Linked DNA regions of Sus scrofa: region 1 is linked to region 2. Evidence: chromatin contacts called from public HiChIP or PLAC-seq data. All regions are on one chromosome and are shown on one strand. The core of a region is the stretch at or near the end of the contact, and the rest is flanking DNA. Distances in the headings are between cores, read along the strand shown.

Region 1 (7,123 bases), core at 3,191-5,690, 76 kb before region 2:
TCCAAATCCTGCAGCAACACAGGATCCTTAACCCACTGCACTGGGCCAGGGATCGGACCAGTGCTTCCACAGAGACACCAGCTCGTTCTTTATTCCCAATCTTAGTGACAAGTGATAACCTTGAGTATTAGCCCAACCAAAGTGTGTGTGTATTTGGTTGTGAACCCTTTCAGAATCCTACTGGGTTTTCCCATGATAGAACATTTAGGATTTCTTTCAGATATTGAACTTGAGAGTCTGTGCCATCTCACAGAATTTATGTTGGGTAATTCATTTAATGTACTGATCCCCAACCCTAGGGGGACAATACCTTGAGGGAAGAGGATTTCTGTTTTGCCAGCAACTTGGAACCTTTTATTGATAAGTAAATAAACACACTAATGAATTAGAATCAAATAGTAGATACCTTTTTTTTGTTTTGTTTTGCTTTTTAGGGCTGCACCTGCAGCATATGGAAGTTCCCAGGCTAAGGGTTGAATTTGAGAGCTGCAGCTGCCTGCCACAGCCACAGCAGTGCATCTCCGAGCCGCTCTGCAACCTACATACACCACAGCTCACTGCAACAGTGGATCCTTAACCCACTCAGGAAGGCCAGCATCAAACACTATAGTCCTCGTGCATACTAGTCAGGTTCGTAACCCACTGAGCCACTAGACCTCTTCGTGATTATTTATTAAAATTACAAATGTGTCTATCTTTGACATGGCAGTTCTTGTCTTGGGTTTTATGGAGAAACTGCCTTTACCACGATACAAGTGACCTCTCTGTTGCCAAACCCAGTGGTCAGTTCTCATTCTTCATCTTACTTGACCTCTTAGTAACGTTTAACCTAGTCGATCATTACTTCCTCTTTCAAACACTTGGCTTGGCTTCTTGCATGCCCCATGCTTGGTTTTCTTTCTCCCTCACTGTTTCTTCTTTTCTTTGTTGGATCCTTTAAAGCACAACGTAGCCACAGGCTAATCTCATCCAGCCGCAGGGTCCACGTACTGCCACATGTTGATCTCTGACCACTTTGCTGAGCTGCAGACCCCTCTCCAACTGCCTTCTCAACAGCTCCCTTTGTGAATTGAATGGGCACCTCAGACTTAACACACGCAAAACTGAACTGAATTGAACCTCCAAATCTGTTCTTCCCATTGTCTTCCCATTTTGTGCATTTGCCCAGGCCAAGGAACTGGAGTCATGTTTGACTCCTTCTTTTTCTCACAGCCCACATCAGGAATTCTCTCGGCTCTCCCATTGAAAGTAGAGTCAAACCTTATCACTTAGTCTGAAGCATCATCATTTCTCTCCTTGGACTGTTACAGATCTTCCTAACTAGTCTCCTTATCCCATCCTTGTGTACCTTGCAGTCTCTTCTCTGCGCCGAACCCCAGTGACTGTTAACATATTTGCTTAGAACCCCTGGGAGCGCATGCGTCTTCACTTGGGCAACTCCTTCTGAGGAGCCCTCTATGACTTCTCGCCTCCTCTTACTCCTTTGCTAATTCTGCTCTAGCCTCTGGCTTTCTTACTTTGCCCCAAATATCCCATTGCCTCAGGGCAGGACCTTTGTTCCTGAGGGTACCTTTGCCTGAGATGCCCTTCCCTAGAAAGCCAAAGCCTTGTTCCTTGCTTTGATCAGGTCTGTGCTCAGATGTTACCTCTTATGAGAGATCTTCCTATCTAAAAAAGTACTCTTGGAGTTGCCATCGTGGAGGAGTGAAAACAAATCCGACTAGGAACCATGAGGTTACGGGTTTGACCCCTGGCCTGGCTCAGTGGGTTAAGGATCTCTGGCACTGCCATGAGCTGTGGTGTAGGTCGCAGATGAGGCTCGGATCCTGCATTGCTGTGGCTCTGGCGTAGGCCGGCAGCTGTAGCACCAACTTGACCCCTAGCCTGGGAACTTCCATGTGCCACGGGTGCGGCCCTAAAAAGCAAAAAAAAAAAAAAAAGTACTCAATTTCTTGTTCCTTATTTGACCTTATTTATCCTGTTAGTACATACCATTTGACATTATTATTATTTTTTTATTTTCTGTCTTCTCCCATTAGATTATATGTTCCACAAGAGCAGAATCTTTATTTGTCACTCTATCTGCAATGCCTAGAACAGTGATTGGCACTGAGTAGGCATTAAGTGAATATTAGTTGAATGAAGGAGTGAGAGAATGAATGTATGAGCTCTACATATCACATGTGGGAAATGGTTCATGTATAGGACTATTTATTGTAGCATTGTTTTATTTATTTATTTATTATGGTTGCATCCATGACATATGGGAGTTCCCTGGCCAGGAATTGAATCCGAGCCGCAGCTGTGACCTATGGCAGATACTTTAACCCCTGTGCTGGGCTGGATTCTTAACCCACTGTGCAGGAACTCCTGTAGCACTGTTTTAATAGCAGAACTGGAAGTGCCCAAAGTGAAGAGGGCTGGTGAGGAGTTCCCACTGTAGCACAACAGGATTGGCAGAGTCTCTGCAGTGCTGAGTCACAGGTTCCATCCCTAGCTGGCACAGTGAGTTGAAGGATCTGATGTTGTCGCAGCTACAGCATAGGTCGCAACTGTGACTTTGATCTGATTCCTGGCCTGGAAATTCCATATGCTTCAGGGAGACCAAAAAAGAGGAAAAAAAAAAAGAGGGCTAGTTAAATAGATTACGGTATATCTGTGTGGTTAAAAATCTCTGGTGGGGAGTTGCTGTTGTGGCTCAGTGGAAATGAACTTGACTAGTATTCCTGGCCTCACTCAGTGGGTTAAGAATTTGGCATTGCCACGAGCTGTGCTGTAGGCCGGCAGCTGCAGCTCCAATTCAACCCCTAGCCTGGGAACGTCCGTATGCCACGAATTCAGCCCTAAAAGACCAGAAAAAACCAAAAGAAAACCTCCATGGTTACTGTATGATTTCATTTATACGAAGATCCAGAACAGGCAAAACTAATTTGTGGTAGTATAATTCATAATAGTCATTGCTTCTGGGTCAGGGACATTGAGAGGAAAGAGATACAGGGAACTTTCTGGGGAGATAGAAATGTATGTATTTTGAGAGTTCCTGTTGTGGCTCAGCAGGTTATGAACCTGACTGGTATCCATGAGGATGCAGGTTTGATGCCTGGCCTCACTCAGTGGGTTAACGATCTGGCGTTGCCCTGAGCTGTGTGTAGGTCACAGATGCAGCTCCATCTGGCGTTGCTGTGGCTGTGGCTGTGGCTGGCAGCCACAGCTCTGATTTGACTCCCTAGCCTGAGAACTTACATATATCGCAGGTGTGGCTCTAAAAAGCAAAAAAAAAAAAAAAAAAAAAAAAAAAAAAGAAGAAGAATCTGTATCTTTATGGGGTATGGGTTCAAGTACATGCACAAGTCAGACTTATCAAACTGTCCCCTGTTGAGCTATACATTCCAGTGTGCATGAATTGTATTTGCTACAACAAAGCACAGTTCCTAAAATGGAAAACAACATAAACAGATGAATTTCACTGCATATCAACCTAGCAGCAGCATTATACAGAAAGTAAATCTGTCATATGACTTTAAAATAGTGTTTTCCCCCCAAAAAAACAGTGTTTAGAGGAGTTCTCCTGTGGCACAGTGGGTTAGGGATCCAGTGTTATCACGCAGTGGCTTGGATTGCTGCTGTATCATGGGTTTGATCCCTGTCCTGGAAATTTCCACATGCCATAGGCACGACCAAAAAAATAAAACAACCCCCCCCCCAGAATTTAGATTTACTGTCCCTAGTGAGAGCTGTCCTCAGTCTAGGAAAAACTACAAAGATGGAGTTCTTGCTGTGCCACAGTGGGTTAAGAATCTGACTGAAGCAGCTGGGGCCACTGAGGAGACACAGGCTCAATCCCTGTCCTGGCACTGTGGGTTAAAGGATCTGGCATTACTGTAGCTGTGGCTTTGTAGGTTGCAGCTCAAATGCAGTCCGGGGCTTGGGAACTTCCATATGCTACAGGTGTGGCTATGAACAACAACAAAAAAATCTTAGTAATTTTAAATATAGAATGGAAATTTCAGTATGACCCATAATTTATTTTTCTTTTCAATTCTCCTTTTTTTTTTTTTTTTTTTTTTGTCTTTTGTCTTTTTGTTGTTATTATTGCTATTTCTTGGGCCGCTCCCGCGGCATATAGAGGTTCCCAGGCTAGGGGTTGAATCGGAGCTGTAGCCACTGGCCTACGCCAGAGCCACAGCAACGCGGGATCCGAGCCGCGTCTGCAACCTACACCACAGCTCACGGCAACGCCGGATTGTTAACCCACTGAGCAAGGGCAGGGATCGAACCCGCAACCTCATGGTTCCTAGTCGGATTCGTTAACCACTGCGCCATGACGGGAACTCCCTTTTTTTTTTTTTTTTTTTTTTAAATGGCTATACCCATGGCAAACGGAAGTTCCGGGCCAGGGATTGAATCATAGTCTCAGCTGCAGCCTATGTCACAGCTGCAATACTGGATCCTTTAACCCACTAGACTGGGCCAGGATCAAACCCATGTGACCTAAGCTGGTGCAGTCTGATTCTTAACCCACTGTACCACAGTGGGAACTGTACCACAGTGGGAACTCCTCAGTTACTACTTTTTTTTTTTTTTAAATCATTTTCTTTATCTTTCTTTCTTTCTTTCCTTTTTTTTTTTCCGGTCTTTTTAGGGCTGCACCTGAGGCATATGTAGGTTCCCAGGCTAGGAGTCCAATTGGAGCTACAGCTGCTGGCCCATGCCACAGCCACAGCAACATGGGATCTAAGCCACGTCTTCGACCTACACCACAGCTCACGGCAACACCAGATCTTTAACTCATAAACGAGGCCAGGGATCGAACCCGCATCCTCAGGGGTACTAGTCGGGTTTGTCAACTGCTGAGCCATGACAGAAACTGCAGCATATGGAAGTTCCCAGGCTAGAGGTCTAATTGGAGCTGCAGCTGCCAACCTATACCACAGCCATAGCAATGCCAGATCCGAGCCACATCTGCAACCTACACCATAGCTCATGGCAACGCAGACTCCTTAACCCACCGAGCAAGGCAGGGATCGAACCTGCATCCTCATGGATACTAGTCGGGTTTGTTACCACTGAGCCGCAACGGGAACTCCTTCTAATAATATATATTTTTTATTTGTCATTGAAAAGCCCTAGAAACGATGATAACACAACTGCAGCCAGTACCTAAATTGAGGTCTCTAAATGTTATTTCACACTAAAATGAGCCAAGTCTCCTTAGAGAAACAGCTGAACAGCCGAATTCATATCTGGAGCAGGAATTACTTAAAGTGAGCCTGAGATATCTTATAATGACAAAAAGCAAGAAAACAATCCAAGATTAGAGATGTCTATTAAAAAGATTAAAAAAAAACAAGATCCGTAAAACCTAGATTTGGTAGAGTCTAGGTGGCAGGCATATGGGTGGTTGGTGTACAATTCTTTCAACTTAGCTATGTGTTTGAAAAAAAATTTTTACTGTGCCCAAGGCATGAAGAAGTTCCCAGGCCAGGGATCAAACCTCTGTCACAGCAGTGACCCAAGCTGCTACTGTGACAATGCCGGGTCCTTAACCTGCTGCACCACAAGGGAACTCCCTGGAAATTTTTATAATGAAGTGCTGGAGAAAAGGGAGACATGAGGAGTTCCCTGGTGGTATAGCAGGTTAAGGATCTGGTGTTGTCAATGCTGTGGCATGGGTTTGATCCCTGGCCCTGGAACTTCCATATACTGCAAGCATAGCCAAAAAACGAGGAAGAGGAGCCACCCTAAAGTGTCTCTTGCTAGTTAAAGGTGGGAGCATCAAGAGATTAATGACTGCAGTTGATTGAAACACATGAAATATAAAAATCAAATTAATGCTGTAACAGTAACAGTGTTTGGGGATTGTTCTGGCACTGTCTTGTTATTCTGAAAATTAGTAAAGGAGGAAAAAATAATCAGACATTCCATTACCTTTCCTATATTTACTTGTAATTAAACAGTCAAGGAAGGAAATTTCTTATTTGTGGAATTCCAGCTAATTTATAAATATAGAAGGGCCCGAGGTGGTTAACGAATCCGACTAGGAACCATGAGGTTGCGGGTTCGATCCCTGGCCTTGCTCAGTGGGTTAAGGATCCGGCGTTGCTGTGAGCTGTGGTGTAGGTCGCAGACACAACTCAGATCTGGCGTTGCTGTGGCTCTGGTGTAGGCCGGTGGCTACAGCTCCGATTAGACCCCAGCCTGGGAATCTCCATGTGCTGCGGGAGCGACCCTAGAAAAGGCAAAAAGACAAAAAAAAAAAAAAAAATACGGATAGTTAGATGGATAGAAGGATGGATGGATAGAAGGATGGATGGATGGATGGATGGATAGACAGACAGACAGACAGACAGACAGACAGACAGGCCAATAGAATTAGAAAATCGCCACTTGCATTCCCTAATAAGTCCATGGATAAAGATGGCAGTTATGATGATAAAACCATTAAATGAATGGCTAGTGGTGAGCTCTGTAATGGACAGATCAGGTGATAACACTAAATGCCAGTTTCGTTTTCTCATCACAAAAAGTGATGTAAGATCTTATGTAACTCACACTATAATGTTACAGGAAGTATATAGCACCTTCAGGGAAGTTTCCTTACAAAAACACCAAATCCACAACTGACCAAGCTTCAAGATCTAATGACCTAGGTACAGGAAATATGGGGCCTAAAGGAGCAGGTTGAATATTACCCCAAAGGACCGTACTTGCAAATGTTGGAATGTAGGAAATACTACAAGATAAATGACCTGTTTTCTTCAACAAATAAATGGCTTGAAAACAAAGGGCCAGGAGGGGAAACTGTTTCAGACTAAGGTTGAGTCGTATCAACCAAATGAAATGTATGGACTTAGTTTGGATCTTCGTTTTAAAAAATCAGTGTAGGAGTTCCTGGCACGGCTCAGCAGAAACAAACCCTACTAGTATCTATGAGGATGCGAGTTTGATCCCTGACCTCACTCAGTGAGTTAAGAGATTAATGACTGCAGTTGATTGAAACACATGAAATATAAAAATCTGATTAATGCTGTAATAGCAATTAGGAACCATGAGGTTACAGGTTTAATCCCTGGGTTAAGGATCCAGTGTTGCCGTGAGCTGTGGTACAGGCAGCAGACACAGC
Region 2 (7,816 bases), core at 5,263-7,762:
TGTTTTACTTGGAGGGGACTGGATCTGAGGAAGTGGAGTGGACCAATTATAACAGCTAATATTGTTTGACTAGTGCTTTGCGCTTTAGCGAGTCCTCTCTCATCAGATCAGACAATTCCTTGACCCCCTACTGTGTACAGGGCTAGGGACCAGGGCCCTGGCCCCGGAATCTACCTTAAGAGGCAGGTACTGTGATCTTCACCTCACTCTTGAGGGAGTTGAAGCCTGGAGGAGACGAGAGGACGAGAGGAAAGTAGGATTGGCGGGGGTCACACTGAGCAGGTGAAGGAAAGCTGCAGGTCAGGCCTCAGGTGCCGTCAGGGGCTGGCCAGCAGGGCCTCCCCGTCAGCCACCCCTTCCTTCCCACCTTCTTCAGGACTCACTTAGGCCCTCCTCACTTAACTCCTTCAGGATATGCAGACCCATGGGGGTAGAAGGGGAGCTCCTCGCTCCTCGCTCCTCGCTCCTCGCTCCTCACCCCAGCCCCACCCTGCTGTCCTTGGCCCTGCCCAGCTTTGGAAGGAAGGTGAGCCTCCTGTTATAGAAAAACCACCGGGGTGGAAGGGGACCCCTGGAACCACCATGGAAGAACTTAGGCAAAGTCAGGGCAAGTTCAGGGCTTGAGAGAGGCTGGGGGCCAGGTGGAGAGGGACCCTGCTCCTAAGACTCCTTGCAACACCCATGACAACCCCAAAGTACCCTGAAGTAGAGAGAGCCCCACGCCTCCCCTCCTCAGACTGCTGGGATGGGAGCAGCAGCCGTGGGAACTGTGGTTCCTCAATCCCACTAACCCTTATCCCAGAATGGTGTGGGGGCCCCCCAGCTCTAGGGGGCAACGTCTCAGTGAAGCTCGTCCCCCACTTCTCCTTCCTTGTGGAGCAGCCCCGCCCTCCTGAAAGAGGCCAGTGGGCTTCTGGATGGAGTGGAGGAACAGCTGGAGTAAAGGTTTGGAGGTGGAAAGACAGGGACTGCACGCAGAACACCAGGTGAGTGCACAAAAGTAAGTGAACTTGTGTGAGACAGGGCTGGGAAGGAAGTACCCTTTGAAGTTGGGATTATGAGGAATTTTATTTTCTTTTTTGTGATTTTGTATTTTTTCCAACTCTTTGGGGGTTTTTTGTTTGTTTTTTTTATGGCCACACCCAAGGCATATGGAAGTTCCCAGGCCATGGATGGAATCCAAGCCACAGCTGCATCCTACGCCAGATCCTTTAACCCACTGCACTGGGTTGGGTTGGGGATCAAACCCACACTACCATGGAGAAAACACCGGATCCTTAACTGGCTGTGCCACAAAGGGAACTCCTCTACCTCTTGATAGCAATTTGATTTTTGTAGTCAAAAGGAAATAGTCCCTTACATTTATGGACCATGTTATCATTTACCTAATACTTAATCTCATAAACGTTGTTATTTTTGAGGTGGGTATTATCTTAGAGTGAAGAATGCTGAGAGTCCAAGGTATTGACTTACTTGAAGCCACAGAGTAGTTAGTAATGAGGTCAGGACACGTTGGGCCAGCCTGGCAAGGTTGAACCAGGCCGGTATGGTAGTGGCCGACAGATTTTGCTACAGTCTTGGTTCCTCCTTTATGTGTCTCCCCCTTCCCAAGCCCTGGATAGGGGCCCACTGTCCCACGTGTCATTCAGTCCATTATCTCGTTTATCAGGTAAATGTGCACTGAATACCAGATCCTTAACCCAGTGAGCCACAGTGGGAACTCCCCATTAAGGCATTCCTTACTCATGTTTTTTTAAACTGTATTGAGATATAAGTAACTTAAATAAGCTGCACATATTTAAAGTGTATAATAAGGCTTGACATATGTGTTCATACAAAGAGACCTATCCATCACCCCAAAGAGTTTTTTCGTGCCTCTTTGTGTGTGTGAGGGTCTCTCCTGACCCTCATGCCACTTTCTTCAAATAAACACTAATCTGCTTTCTGTCACTATAATTTAGTTTGCATTTTCTAGAATTTTGTATAATAAAATCATGCATCATAATGTATATACCATATTACATGGTATAAATTCAAGTTGATAATTTTTTTCTTTTTTTTTTTTTTTTTTTCTTTTTGGGGCTGCACTTGCAGCATATGGAAGTTCCCAGGCTAGGGGCTGAATCAGAGCTGTAGCTGCCAGCCTACACCACAGCCATGGCAACCCCAGATCCGAGTCATTATCTACAACCTACACTGCAGCTCACGATGTCAGATCTTTAACCCACTGAGCAAGGCTACAGATCAAACCCGCATCCTCATGCATACTAGTTGGGTTCTTAACCTGCTGAGCCATAACAGGGACTCCAAATTTTTGCATATAGTTTATCTGTTGTTCCAGCACCATTTGCTGAAAAGGCTACCCTTTTATTCTTAGTTTGCTGAGTGATTTTATCACAAAAGAATGTTGATTTTTTGTTTGTTTGTTTGTTTTTTGGCTTTTCCATGGCCGCACCCGTGGCACATGGAGGTTCCCAGGCCAGGGGTCCAATCCGTCGAATCAGAGCTACAGCTGCCAGCCTACACCACAGCCACAGCAATGCCAGATCCAAGCCACGTCTGCAACCTACACTGCAGCTCACAGCAATGCTGGATCCTTAACCCACTGGGCAAGGCCAGGGAATCGAACCCATAACCTCATGGTTCCTAGTTGGATTCATTAACCACTGAGCCATGAAGGGAACTCCGAATGTTGAATTTTTGTCAGATTTTCTGCAGCCATTGAGTTATGTGGCTGTTTTCCTTTGTCCTCCTTTGTTCTATTAATGTGCTGTGTGGTATTGATTTTCCTATAGCTGAAACACACTGGCATTCTAGGATAAATCCCATTTGGTCATTGTGTATAATCCTTTTTAAAGTTCCATTGGATGTTGTTTATTAGTATTTTTCGAAGATTTCTGTATCTATATTCGTAAGGAATATTCGCCTATTTTAGTTTTCTTACAGAATCTTTCTCTGGCTTTGGTATCAGGATAATATTGGCCTCACACACTGTGCTAGAAAGTGTTCCCCTTCCTTTAATTTTTGGAAAAGTTGGGATAGAATTGATATTAATTCTTTAAATGTTTGGTAGAATTGGCCAGTGGAGACATCTAGTCCTGACTTTTCTTTTTTGGGAGGTTTTCGAATACTGATCCAACCTTCTTACTTATTACAGGTCTGTTGAGAGTCTCTATTTCTTCTTGAGTCAGTTTTTCTTTGTTTTGGTTTTGCTTTTTAGGACCATACTTGCAGCATATAGAAGTTCCCAGTTTAGGGGTTGAATAGGAGCTACACCTGCTGGCCTATACCACAGCCACAGCAATGCAGGATCTGAGCTGTCTCTGTGACCTATACCACAGCTCACAGCAATGCCAGATCCTTAACCCACTGAGTGGGGCCAGGGATCCAACCTGCATCCTCATGAATACTAGGTCAGGTTCAGGTTCATTTCCACTGAGCCACAACAGGAACTCCTGCAATCGGATTCTTAACCCACTGTGCCATAGTGGGAACTCTGAGAATTTTTTACTCTATTTTATCTCTTTTTTTTTGGCTATGCCCATGGCATGTGGAATTTCCCAGGCCAGGGATTAAACCCACTCAATAGCAGTGACCCAAGCCACTGCAGTGACAACACTGGATCCTTAACCTGAGGCACCAAAAGAGAACTCTTCTGTTTTGTCTCTTTTGTTGGCTGATAAGCTATAACTCTGTTATTTTACTAGTTGCAAGGGTTTACAGTATGTGGATTTAACTTACTGAAGTTTATGTCATCATAGGAACAAACCAGGCCTCAAATGCAGCCCTAGAGCAGCAGCCAGCACACAGCTGGTCAGAAAGAGGTGCCCCACCCATCCTCCCATTATGCCCTACCCTTGTCTATCACACCAAGGGCTCTCAGAAGTCTTTGAGCTGCTCAGGGTCTCAGCTTGTTCATTTGTATTTATTTATTTATTTATTTTTGGTCTTTTTTATTATTTATTTTTTTTTAATTTTTTTTTGTCTTTTTGCTATTTTTTGGGCTGCTCCTGCGGCATATGGAGTTTCCCAGGCTAGGGGTCTAATCGGAGCTGAAGCTGCCAGCCTATGCCAGAGCCACAGCAACTCGGGATCCGAGCCGTGTCTGCAACCTACACCACAGCTCACGGCAATGCCGGATCGTTAACCCACTGAGCAAGGGCAGGGATCGAACCCGCAACCTCATGGTTCCTAGTCAGATTCGTTAACCACTGCGCCACTACAGGAACTCCTATTTTTGGTCTTTTTTAGAGCCGCACCCACAGCATATGGTAGTTGCCAGGCCAGGGGTCTAATCAGAGCCACAGCTGCCGGCCTACACCACAGCTCACGGCAATGCCAGATCCTTAACGCACTGAGCAAGGCCAGGGATTGACCCCGAAACCTCCTGGTTCCTAGTTGGATTCGCTTCCGCTGCGCCACAACGGGAACTCCTTAAATTGAAGTTGCCCCTACTACCTTGAATAGTGTTCTGGGGTAAAGGAAGTAAATACATGCTGAGTATCATCCCAGTATCACTAGACCCTCAGTTTATGTGGTTGGAAGTCCTGAGAACAGGGACAAAGGTTGGATGTGTGGGCAGACAAGGGGGCCTGGTTTCTAAAACCTACTACTTAATTCCCACTTCCTTGTAAGATGAGAGGGGCACTACATGGGTAGGGGCCTCCTCCCTCTGCCCTCAGCTCTGGTAAAAGCCTGGCATGAGTGGTCTCCCTACTCTCCACACTCAAAAGCCTGAGAACCCCAGGAAATCTACCTGCAGCCTCCAAACCCAAGCTTTTCTCTCATTCCTTTCCCTTTATCTGATTCCCCATCAGTCAGATGGTGGCAATTCTAAGCAAAAGGCCAGAGTTCTCACCTGTCCTCTGGTTCCTAACTGGGTATTACTCCTTCAGATCTGCCCTCAATTAATTGCCGCTGGTAGGACTTGAGGAAGTGAAGTGGCTCAACCATGTCCATGCCATTGGCTGCCCCTGGCAAGAACAATGACCCATGCCACCCCTGTATCTCCATTAGCACTTGAGGATTCAGGAGACCTTAACCTGCCACAACTTTTATGTCCTTGGACGTTTTCCATCACCTGCCAATCTGGAATTTTCCCAATTGCATGTGATTGTGGTGGTGGAGAGGAGGGTGTGGTATAAACTATACACACACAGTTTGACGTAACTTTATTTATTTATTTGCTTTTTAGGGCCGCACTGGTGGCATATGGAGGTTCCCTGGCTAGGGGTTGAATTGGAGCTACAGCTGCCGGCCTATACCACAGCCACAGCAACATGGGATCCCACCCACCTCTGCGACCTACGGCACAGCTTATAGCAATGCCAGATCCCCAACCCTCTAAGCAAGAACTGGGATTGAACCTGCATCCTCATGGATACTAGTGGGATTTGTTTCTGCTGCACCACAACGGGAACCCCTGACTTAACTTTAGACTCACATGTAGTTGTAAGAAATATTAGCAATCCCTCATATGCTTTGGCCGGCTCCGCCCAGTGCTAACATTTGCAGAACTGTAGTATAACATCACAACCAGGACACTGACACTGGTAAAATCCAACAATCTTATTCACATTTCTCCAGTTAAGTGTGTGACATTGTGACATTTTACTTACCAAACCAAGCTCACCTACTGATCAAGCTACCTGTGACCCAGGGGGACTTCACCTCATAGCTCCGTCTGTGCCTCAGAAAACTGGAAGGAGGTTAACAGGGAATTTAAAATACAGGGTATGCCATGTGCCAGGCTCTACCCATGTCACTGTGTAATCTTTATAGCAGCCTGTTTTGCCAACTTTAAGACTGAGGCATAGAGAGGATGGCTGGGTGGGTGTATCCAAGGTCCATGGGCTGGGCAGGTGCGACTCTGGACCTGCATATTCTACCCTCTGGGCAGAGCACAGAGGGCCAGGCTGCAATACTACCGTCTGTGCGGTTCTATAAAGACTAACAGGGCGCGGAGTTCCCATCGTGGCGCAGTGGTTAACGAATCTGACTGGGAACCGTGAGGTTGCGGGTTCGATCCCTGGCCTTGCTCGGTGGGTTAAGGATTTGGCGTTGCCGTGAGCTGTGGTGTAGGTCGAAGACACGGCTCGGATCCCGAGTTGCTGTGGCTCTGGCGTAGGCCGGCGGCTACAGCTCCGATTCGACCCCTAGCCTGAGAACTTCCATATGCTACAGAAGAGGCCCTAGAAAAGGCCAAAAGACAAAAAAAAAAAAAAGACTAACGGGGGCGCTTGTGGGGCCAGGGCTCCAACCAGATCAGCACGCAAAGGAGACCAAGCTCTGCCTGGAATGTGAACTCCCAAGCGCTCCCGCCCCGGGGGACGCCGGGAAGCCGCGCGCGCCCCGCCCCTCCCCGCTGCGCAGCCCTCGGCTGCCCCCTGCCGTCGCGTGGTGGTCCCTGCAGCCCGGGCCGTCTCCGCCTTCGCACCGCCCATTCCCCGCCTCCTGATTGGCCGCTCCAGGAGTCTCCGGGCCTTCTGCCTTCCGATGCTGTGGCCCCGCCCATTTCCCCGGGTCCTTTGATCACGCGCCTGCCGGCTCTTCCGGGGCCCGGGAGCCAACCGAGGGCGTTCCACTCCGGGCTGCAGCGGCGGGAGGTAAGGCATGGCCGGGTTGGATGGGCTGCAGAGCGCCGGCACAAGTCCACGCCTCGGGGTGTCGGGATTCCGGGATACCCGGGCCCCTCTGCGCTCCCAAGTTCCCCTCCCCCGGCCTGAGCCTCCCAGCGCCATGGCAACTACCTCCCGCACGCCGTTGCTGGTCCGCGTCCTAAGAACGGCCTGTCACTCTCCCTATCTCGGCATGTCCCCTCGACTGTGGGACGGTGCGATTCTGGGACGGTGCGATGCGACTGGGCAAGCCCGCAGCCCCCACGGGCCCCGGGACCGGCCCAAGCTCATACCTTGCCTTCCGATGGGAACCGAGGCGAACCGAGGTCGCAGACCGCGGGGCATCGGCGTTGAGCCTCCACGGGCAATCTCCTTCCCTCTGTCATGGGAACTGACCCTCTCCACCTCCGCCTGTCAAACCCGGGCCAGGAGGGGAGGGACTAGGGCGGAGCCCCGAGTGGGGATCAGGGGAAGGTGACATCACCTCGCAGATGCAATCCAGTCCTGCCCACTTGTGTCTACCCTGGCACATGAGACCAGTGGGGGAAATGGTGCCCAGGAGATATGTCTGGAGTGACACCAGGGACAAAGAGGGCATATAGGACCTATGGCCTGAAGTGTGGGAATTGGACCGGGACTGAGGGAGATGCGCCCCTTCAGAAGCCCCTACCTCACCCCTAGGCTACAGTCCAGGACCCTCATAGTTTAATCTTAACCTCCTTATTTTGCTCCCTTGGAGCTGCTGGCAGCCCAGTGCCCTAGAAGGTTGGGCAGGGGCTGGGACCATACACCTAACCTTTCCCCAGAAATTGATAGCTGCAAATGTTTCGGCCAGCACCCTGAGCTGGGCCCCACCTTGATTTGGGGATAGGAGCTGAAAGGGCCTCAGGCCCTGACTCTGGGCCTTTCCTGGGTGCCCTTTACACCCAGGATTTGCAGAGTTGCTGGAGGGTTAACCCCAGCACACTGACCTGGAAGATCCCTTGTCCCAGCACCTGACTTAAGTTTTCACACATTACTGGCTCTTGGGGAGGGATCCAGAGCCTAGGTGTCTCTCTGGGTGACATTGACAACCTCCTTCCTCCTCCCCAGGGAGCCCAGTGGAGGCGCCCTCCCGAGGCAGCACTGCCCATGCTGACTACCCAGCCCTCCAGCTGCCGATGTCATGAGTAACACCACAGTGCCCAATGCCCCCCAGG

The links. HiChIP or PLAC-seq counts read pairs in DNA pulled down with a chosen protein or histone mark.
Region 1: an H3K27ac HiChIP or PLAC-seq map of alveolar macrophages shows a contact between it and region 2. The contact joins the enhancer-like site here to the promoter of LOC100156657 in region 2. A contact is called at or near these places in 4 of 47 Hi-C or Micro-C datasets (adipose tissue, epiblast stem cells, retroperitoneal adipose tissue and 1 more) and 2 of 2 datasets of contacts at active chromatin or transcription factors (alveolar macrophages and skeletal muscle).

The regions. Positions count from the first base shown.
Region 1 is chr7:30,405,563-30,412,685 of Sscrofa11.1, reverse strand. The region is part of intron 1 of NUDT3 (nudix hydrolase 3); the gene reads left to right. Among named protein-coding and RNA genes, the nearest start is that of NUDT3, 13 kb to the left of the region's middle. Within about 2 kb of position 4,440, at least 2 of the 83 cell types and tissues checked have an H3K27ac peak or open chromatin away from gene starts, as enhancers often do. A contact at or near this core is called in alveolar macrophages, where this site is marked.
Region 2 is chr7:30,330,747-30,338,562 of Sscrofa11.1, reverse strand. It overlaps LOC100156657, which reads left to right and starts at 6,512. Exons shown (of 5, transcript NM_001190191.1): 1 at 6,512-6,605; 2 at 7,710-7,816. The coding sequence starts at 7,783.